Linked DNA regions of Mus musculus: region 1 is linked to region 2. Evidence: chromatin contacts called from public HiChIP or PLAC-seq data. All regions are on one chromosome and are shown on one strand. Each heading gives the region's core, a stretch centred on a gene start, on an enhancer-like site or on the middle of the called end of the contact. The rest is flanking DNA. Distances are from core to core; before and after follow the strand shown.

Region 1 (3,031 bases), core at 337-2,836, 780 kb before region 2:
CGGAGTGGGGCGGCTGGCTCCTGTTCTGCCCCCCTGGTTCGCTTCTTTCAAGTTTTGTTTTGTCCTAGGAAAACTTCTTGCGATGGTGCATTTCTCTGAAGTTGTTATTGCCGGAGCTCTTGGACGTCTCTGAAACAAGAGTCCCTTTTCATGTTCCTCGCGACACTCACAGTCTGGTGCGACATCTTTCCTTTTGGGTAGAAATTAGGAAACAAATATAACAAGGCAAAAATTGAACAGGAAAAAAAAATGTCGAATTGTTCTGTTACCTTGTTGCTGAAGGTTGGGGTTGATGTTTTATTTTTTCCCCGGCAGTTGTCTGGAGAAGGAGGAGGAAGAAGAGTGCATTGGTGGAGGTGGAGATGTGTGTGTGCATACAGGGAATCCTTGATACACAACCAACTCCTGTGGGCACGTTGTACCGCTCCTAGAGTACCCGACGGCGGGCGCGGGAGCAGGCGTGCCGGGGCAGAGTTGCAGCCGGAGCTAGCTCTGCGCCCGGATTCTCTCTCTTTCTCTCTGTCTCACTTTCCCTCTCTCTCTCACTCTCTCTCTCCCTCTCTCCTTCTCTCGAGCGCCCGCTCCCGCTAGGATCTGACAGTTCGCTCTCCGTCCCTCCCTCTCAGAGCAGGGACTGTCGAATGTTTACCCTCCGCCGCAAGCGCGCACCCACCACCACACTTTCCCAAATACAAGGAAGTCGAGCACCAGGGCCCCTGCTGATTGGCTACCCGCTGGGTGATTGGCAAGCCTGGAATGACTGGCTTAGGACGCCTGGCCCCCCTTCCGGCCGTTCCGATTGGTTGCTTTTTAATTTAGGCAGAGCGTCGTAGAAGCTGGAAATCTGTTGTCCCCCCCCCCCCGCCCCATCCTCCCTCCTCCGCGCCACTTTCCCCTCCACGCCCCTCCCCCTCCGCCCCCTTCGTCGTCCCCCCCCCTCGCTCCACCCCTCCGCCACATCTTAACTCTTAGTGTCCAGCCCAAACGTCTGCGTTCCCTTGGCGGCTCCCTGTGTTCGCGATTGGTCTGGGGGGGTTGGGAGAGAAATGGAAGAGAAAAGGAGGGGGCGGGTAGAAGGGGGACCAGGAGGAAAATGAAGAGGGGAAAAAAATCTTGAAAAATAGCAGTCTACCCATTCTACCTAGACTGCGTTGTGTCGCACCCCCACCCCACGCGAGAGATTTGTAAAGCGCGCGCCGCGGATGTACGTTCAAGCTAATACCTATAGACAGATGTGTCCCCACTGGTTTCAAAGTTTCCTCTTCCCTTCACGCGCGGGCCCCCATCTCTGTCCTGCAGGAGGTGGGAAAGGAAGGCTTGCCTCGCGCAGAGCTCCTGTGGCCAAGCTTCTTGGAAATCCGCCACTGCAACTTTGTGCAGCCGCGGCGCGCCGGCGGCGACCCTCTTTGTTTAAGTTCTCGGATGCCATCATCTGGGAAACCTGCAGCCCTGTACCAGCGCGGGGCCCGCGCGTGCGAGTCCGACCGCTTGCTGCGGCTGCTCGCTCTCCAACCCCCCCTCCCTCCTTTCCTCCCTCCCACCCACCCTCCTCTGGGATTCTTGCAAGTATCGTGCGTGCCCTTGTGAGTTTGGAGGGTGCCGGTCAACGAAGCCACGCGAGGTATTTGAAAGGCAATCAGCCCGACCGTCCCCCTAGATTCATCGTAAGTGTATTCGATCCCAATGCCTTTAGAATGCAGTGTCTGCCTCAGCTCGCCTAGAGGGCCTAGGGCTGCTAGCTGCTCACCCGCCCCCCACCCCGGTCCCCTTTACCGCTGACTCGTGTGTGTGTGTGTGTGTGTGTGTGTGTGTGTGCGTGCGTGTGTGCGCGCGTGTGAGTGTGTTCATTGGTGGGGTTTTCACTCGCTTGCTATTCTTGGGCATGGGGACGCTTTATTTTCCTCTTTCTTTGGGTCTCAGGTTTTGCGAGGTGGCTGTGACCGCTGTCGACAAGTGCTTTCTCAGCCGCAACCCAGCTGAAAGAGTTAAGGGGCCCGGGAGGAGGAGTGCGCCCGGTAGGCGGGAGAAGAGGGGGTGGTGTGGTGTGTGTGTGTTGGGGGGGGGGGGGACGACGCGGCCAAGCGGAAACGCCGCACAGAGGAACCTCAGCGAACCAAGAAAAAAGAGAAAGTGGCAACGAAAACAAGGACAAATTAAATCCTCCTTGGGGATTTCCAATGAACTAACCCAATTCGGACATTCAATAAATACACGACTCTTAATGAGTGTGCGTGTGCTTGCACCCCGCACCCTCAGCTGCAGGGCACCGGACCGCAATCTGCAGTTTCTAGTCCAAGCAGCAGCCGAGAACGTAACCCGGCGGTCGGTGTGCTCCGAATATAAAGAACTGGCCTGCCTTCTCCCCGATGCATAATTTCTCTAGAGGGCTCACTTCTGTGAACTCAGTTACAGAGGGAGCTCTCCAGCTCAGCAGCAGCCTCGCAGCCTCTGCGTGATCTCGAGATTAACCGTAGACGCGGGGCATTTATGTAGGATCGGGTCCAGCTCCTGCTTGCCGGGGTGAAAAGATACCATCGTAGAAACAGATCTAAAAGGCAGCAGTAACCAAAGCCCCAAAACAGAACGGATTCCCCCCTCCATTCCAAAAGGTTCCTTTTTATATTTATATATGCGTATATGTATATATAAAAGATGGAACACAGATTTCATTGAATAAATCTGAGATCTCCAGGTGCAGACGTTTGAATAGTCGGTGCCAGCACCCCGTGTTTTCCTTTCCTGCCGATTTTGCTTGGATCCGGCTCAAAAACCGAAAGAGTCTCGTGGTTTTGTTTACACTGAATGGGGAGGATAGGAACAGAGCCATGGGGCCGCCTTTCATTAATATACAGTGAGGATTTTGTCTAAATTACTGCTATGAGTTTCACAGTACACGCTTTCAAAAGCCGTCTCAGGTGGCCTGATGAAACGGGATAGCGCCTCAGCAAACAGATCCACTTTCTTTCTTTGCAAGGAGGGTGTGCACGTTCGGGAAGCCCCCCAAACGCTGTGCTCCTCAATAACAGAAACG
Region 2 (2,931 bases), core at 418-2,917:
AATCAGCCAACAAATTCTTCCTTCTTTTATACTTCTGTTGTACTCTTGGGCTTTTGTCACTTTTGTATATCATAATCACAAATAACTTTTATCAGGCTCAGGCCACAAGTACACTAACATGTACACTTACAAATAATTTACCTTTACAGATGGATTCAGTTCAGCGTTGATAGTATTTCATGTCACAGTTATAGACACAGAGCATCGCTCGGGATTCTAGCTCCTTCTTTCCCATTGTGTTCTCATTTATCTCAGTCCCTACAACAACCACCTCTGCCAAGGAATTTGACAGACTCTAAGGTTTTTATGCATAGGATCAGCTTGGAGTCTGAGCTATCATCCTTGTGTTTCTGGTTGTGCAAAGAGCATATCCCTTGATGGCCTTGAAGATGTTCTGGTGGAATTGTTCTGAATCAGGTTACCTTTTAAGCATACACATCTTTTCCTGAGTACCAAGCAGGATTTTGCCATTACCAACCAATGTTGCAGAGAGGTTTTATTCTTGTTTCTTAGGATAAAAAGTTTTACACCAATGGGTTTTTGTTTGTTGTTTTGTTTTCACTGTAGTGGGAACTTCAGATTGAGCCCAATAACGATGTTGCCCAATAGATGGGATCTAAATGTTCAGAGTACCAAAATAGTTTCCCTTCCAAAGAGCTCTTTTATAAACTGTAGCTTTCGAGCTTTGAATCTAACACTCACAATAGCCTTTGCACTTTGCAGTCTTCTGGGAAAGATGAGTTGGTCTGGTTCTTCTAGTTGAGCAATATATGAAACCCACCTGGGAATCCTGGGAAAGTCTGGCCAACACTTCTCTTCTGCTCCATTTTCTCCTCCCCCCACTGATGAACTTCTTTGAAAACCACAAAGCTTAGGATCATCGTGTTTTCCCACCTAGAAGAAAATACACAAGAATAATTCAATTGCTCATGCACAAGAAGTTTAAACCTATTAAGAATTCTGTTGAACAGTCTCATAAAGGCTCATTGAGTCACAAATATAAAGCCAATAGTCTCTCTCTCTCTCTCTCTCTCTCTCTCTCTCTCTCTCTGTGTGTGTGTGTGTGTGTGTGTGTGTGTGTATGTGTGTGCGTGTGTGTGTGTCGTTATTGTAGAGATATGCTGTAGAATACAAATTGTGAAAGGAAATTAGTCAGTAGCAAGTGCCTGATGGTGAATGTCTCCTGTCTGTTTTATACTCATGTGTTTAAAGCAGTAACTTTTGTAAATTCCATTCCTTAGCTAGTCTCCCTCCTTCCCTGGTCTAGCTGTACACACAGACAGCACCTGAGCCCTGTCAGGCAACAGAGAACACCACACAGTTATTGCAATGGCTTTTTGACCACAGTGCCCTTCACAATTTTAAATGAAATTTGGAAGCCAGAAATACAGCCTGACTTCAAACTTTTGTCCACCAAGGCTTTTAGTACTGTTACGGCTTCCAGAAAGGTTTCTTGAGAATCATTAACTTTTTCGGAGACACGGCTTTTCCTTCTGTCCATAATGAGCTGCGTAACAGCTTAATGCAATGTTACTCTTAATTATCAAGGCCCTGTCTTTTAAATATCAGATTCCCCTCTCTGAACTGTCCTGCTCTCTCCTCAGAGGCTCATCTGTCACTGTAAATGCCATTACTGTATTCCTACTTCAGACGCAGGCTCACTCTTATCCCAAGCCTTATCTCTGTTTCCGTCCCCCTATTGGACCACAAAGATCCCTTTTGCAGAGCTTACAGCTGTATCCGCTTTCTACACGTGGCACATGATTGCTTCGGTAAAGGTATTTTCTGTTTCAATCTTGCATTTTCCCAAGGGGGAACAAAGGGGACAGGCTTTCTGGAGTTGGTTTCACTGAGAAAATTGTTTAGAATTGCCTCATTCCTCAGCAGATTAACGGATGCATACAATCCCAGCTTAAGTGCTATTGTACGGCACAATTTCTTCATTATACTTTGTCCTTTCCATTTAGAAAACCCCTCACCAATTAAAGTAATACAGCCTTCCAATACCTGCTCCCAATTAAACCTGAGCTGTACTGCCTGCCCCGATGCAGCTGGTCACAGGTTCTTACCACGTACCCGCATTCATTAGGCCTGTTCATTATCAGGGGATAGTGGCAGGAATTCAAGGCACTGCCTTCCTTTTTAGGACAACACCAAAATTATCAGCTTTCTACCCAAGGTCCCAATAAGGACAGGATTAAGTGTAAGGGGAAGGGATTCAGACAGTAGCAAACTGCCATTGTCCCTGGCCTCTCAGGTTCCCTCTATCTAAATGCATCAAAAGGATACAGTGCAGGTACAAAAGAATTCCCCTCTTAATTAAAGGATTACTTTCTCCCTCAGAGTATACCCCAGCTTTATGGCCGGCCCTCCTTCCTCAAGCTCTTTCTCCTAGAGCAAAGGAAGAAGGGCGACAGGAGAACTGAAAGTGACCAGGAAGTCCACTCCCTGAAGCTGTGGCACTTAAGACGGGGCTTTCGAGCTTCAGGCTAGGCTCCACTTTTTGGGGAAAAGGTTATTTTTTCTATCCACAGCTTTAAAAGTCTCTGAGACCTATATCTGGGTCCTTTCAGCGAAATCTTGCTAGTGTATGCAATGGTGTCAGCATTTGGAAGCTGATTATGGGATGGATCCCTGCATATGGCAATCACTAGATGGTCCATCCTTTCGTCACAGCTCCAAATTTTGTCTCTGTAATCGGCCATCACTGCAAAGAGAGGCCCATTGGACTTGCAAACTTTATATGCCCCAGTACAGGTGAACGCCAGGGCCAAAAAGGGGGAGTGGGTGGGTAGGGGAGTGGGGGGGGGTGGGTAGGGGGGACCTTTGGGATAGCATTGAAAATGTAAACGAGGAAAATACCTAAAAAAAAAAGTCTCTGAGAAAGGAGTGAGGTGTGGGTAGGCAGACTATCAACTGGGACTTAAGTAC

Evidence for each region. HiChIP or PLAC-seq counts read pairs in DNA pulled down with a chosen protein or histone mark.
Region 1: an H3K4me3 HiChIP or PLAC-seq map of embryonic forebrain shows a contact between it and region 2, with 11 times the contacts expected there. The contact joins the promoter of Pantr1 here to the enhancer-like site in region 2. A contact is called at or near these places in 6 of 39 promoter capture datasets (cranial neural crest, frontonasal cranial neural crest, hippocampal neurons and 3 more), 3 of 484 Hi-C or Micro-C datasets (Sertoli cells, adipose-derived mesenchymal stem cells and liver), 12 of 115 datasets of contacts at active chromatin or transcription factors (craniofacial prominence, embryonic basal ganglia, embryonic brain and 9 more) and 3 of 9 other capture datasets (embryonic stem cells, embryonic tail and embryonic trunk).

The regions. Positions count from the first base shown.
Region 1 is chr1:42,693,380-42,696,410 of GRCm38.p6, reverse strand. It overlaps Pantr1 (POU domain, class 3, transcription factor 3 adjacent noncoding transcript 1), which reads left to right and starts at 1,586. Exons shown (of 4, transcript NR_027826.2): 1 at 1,586-1,664. It overlaps Pou3f3 (POU domain, class 3, transcription factor 3), which reads right to left and starts at 643. Exons shown (of 1, transcript NM_008900.3): 1 at 1-643. All of the region lies in intron 1 of Gm46091 (predicted gene, 46091), which reads right to left.
Region 2 is chr1:41,917,872-41,920,802 of GRCm38.p6, reverse strand. It overlaps Gm29260 (a long non-coding RNA gene), which reads right to left. Exons shown (of 6, transcript XR_373362.3): 5 at 782-894. Among named protein-coding and RNA genes, the nearest start is that of Gm29260, 180 kb to the right of the region's middle. Within about 2 kb of position 1,667, at least 11 of the 459 cell types and tissues checked have an H3K27ac peak or open chromatin away from gene starts, as enhancers often do. A contact at or near this core is called in craniofacial prominence and embryonic forebrain, where this site is marked.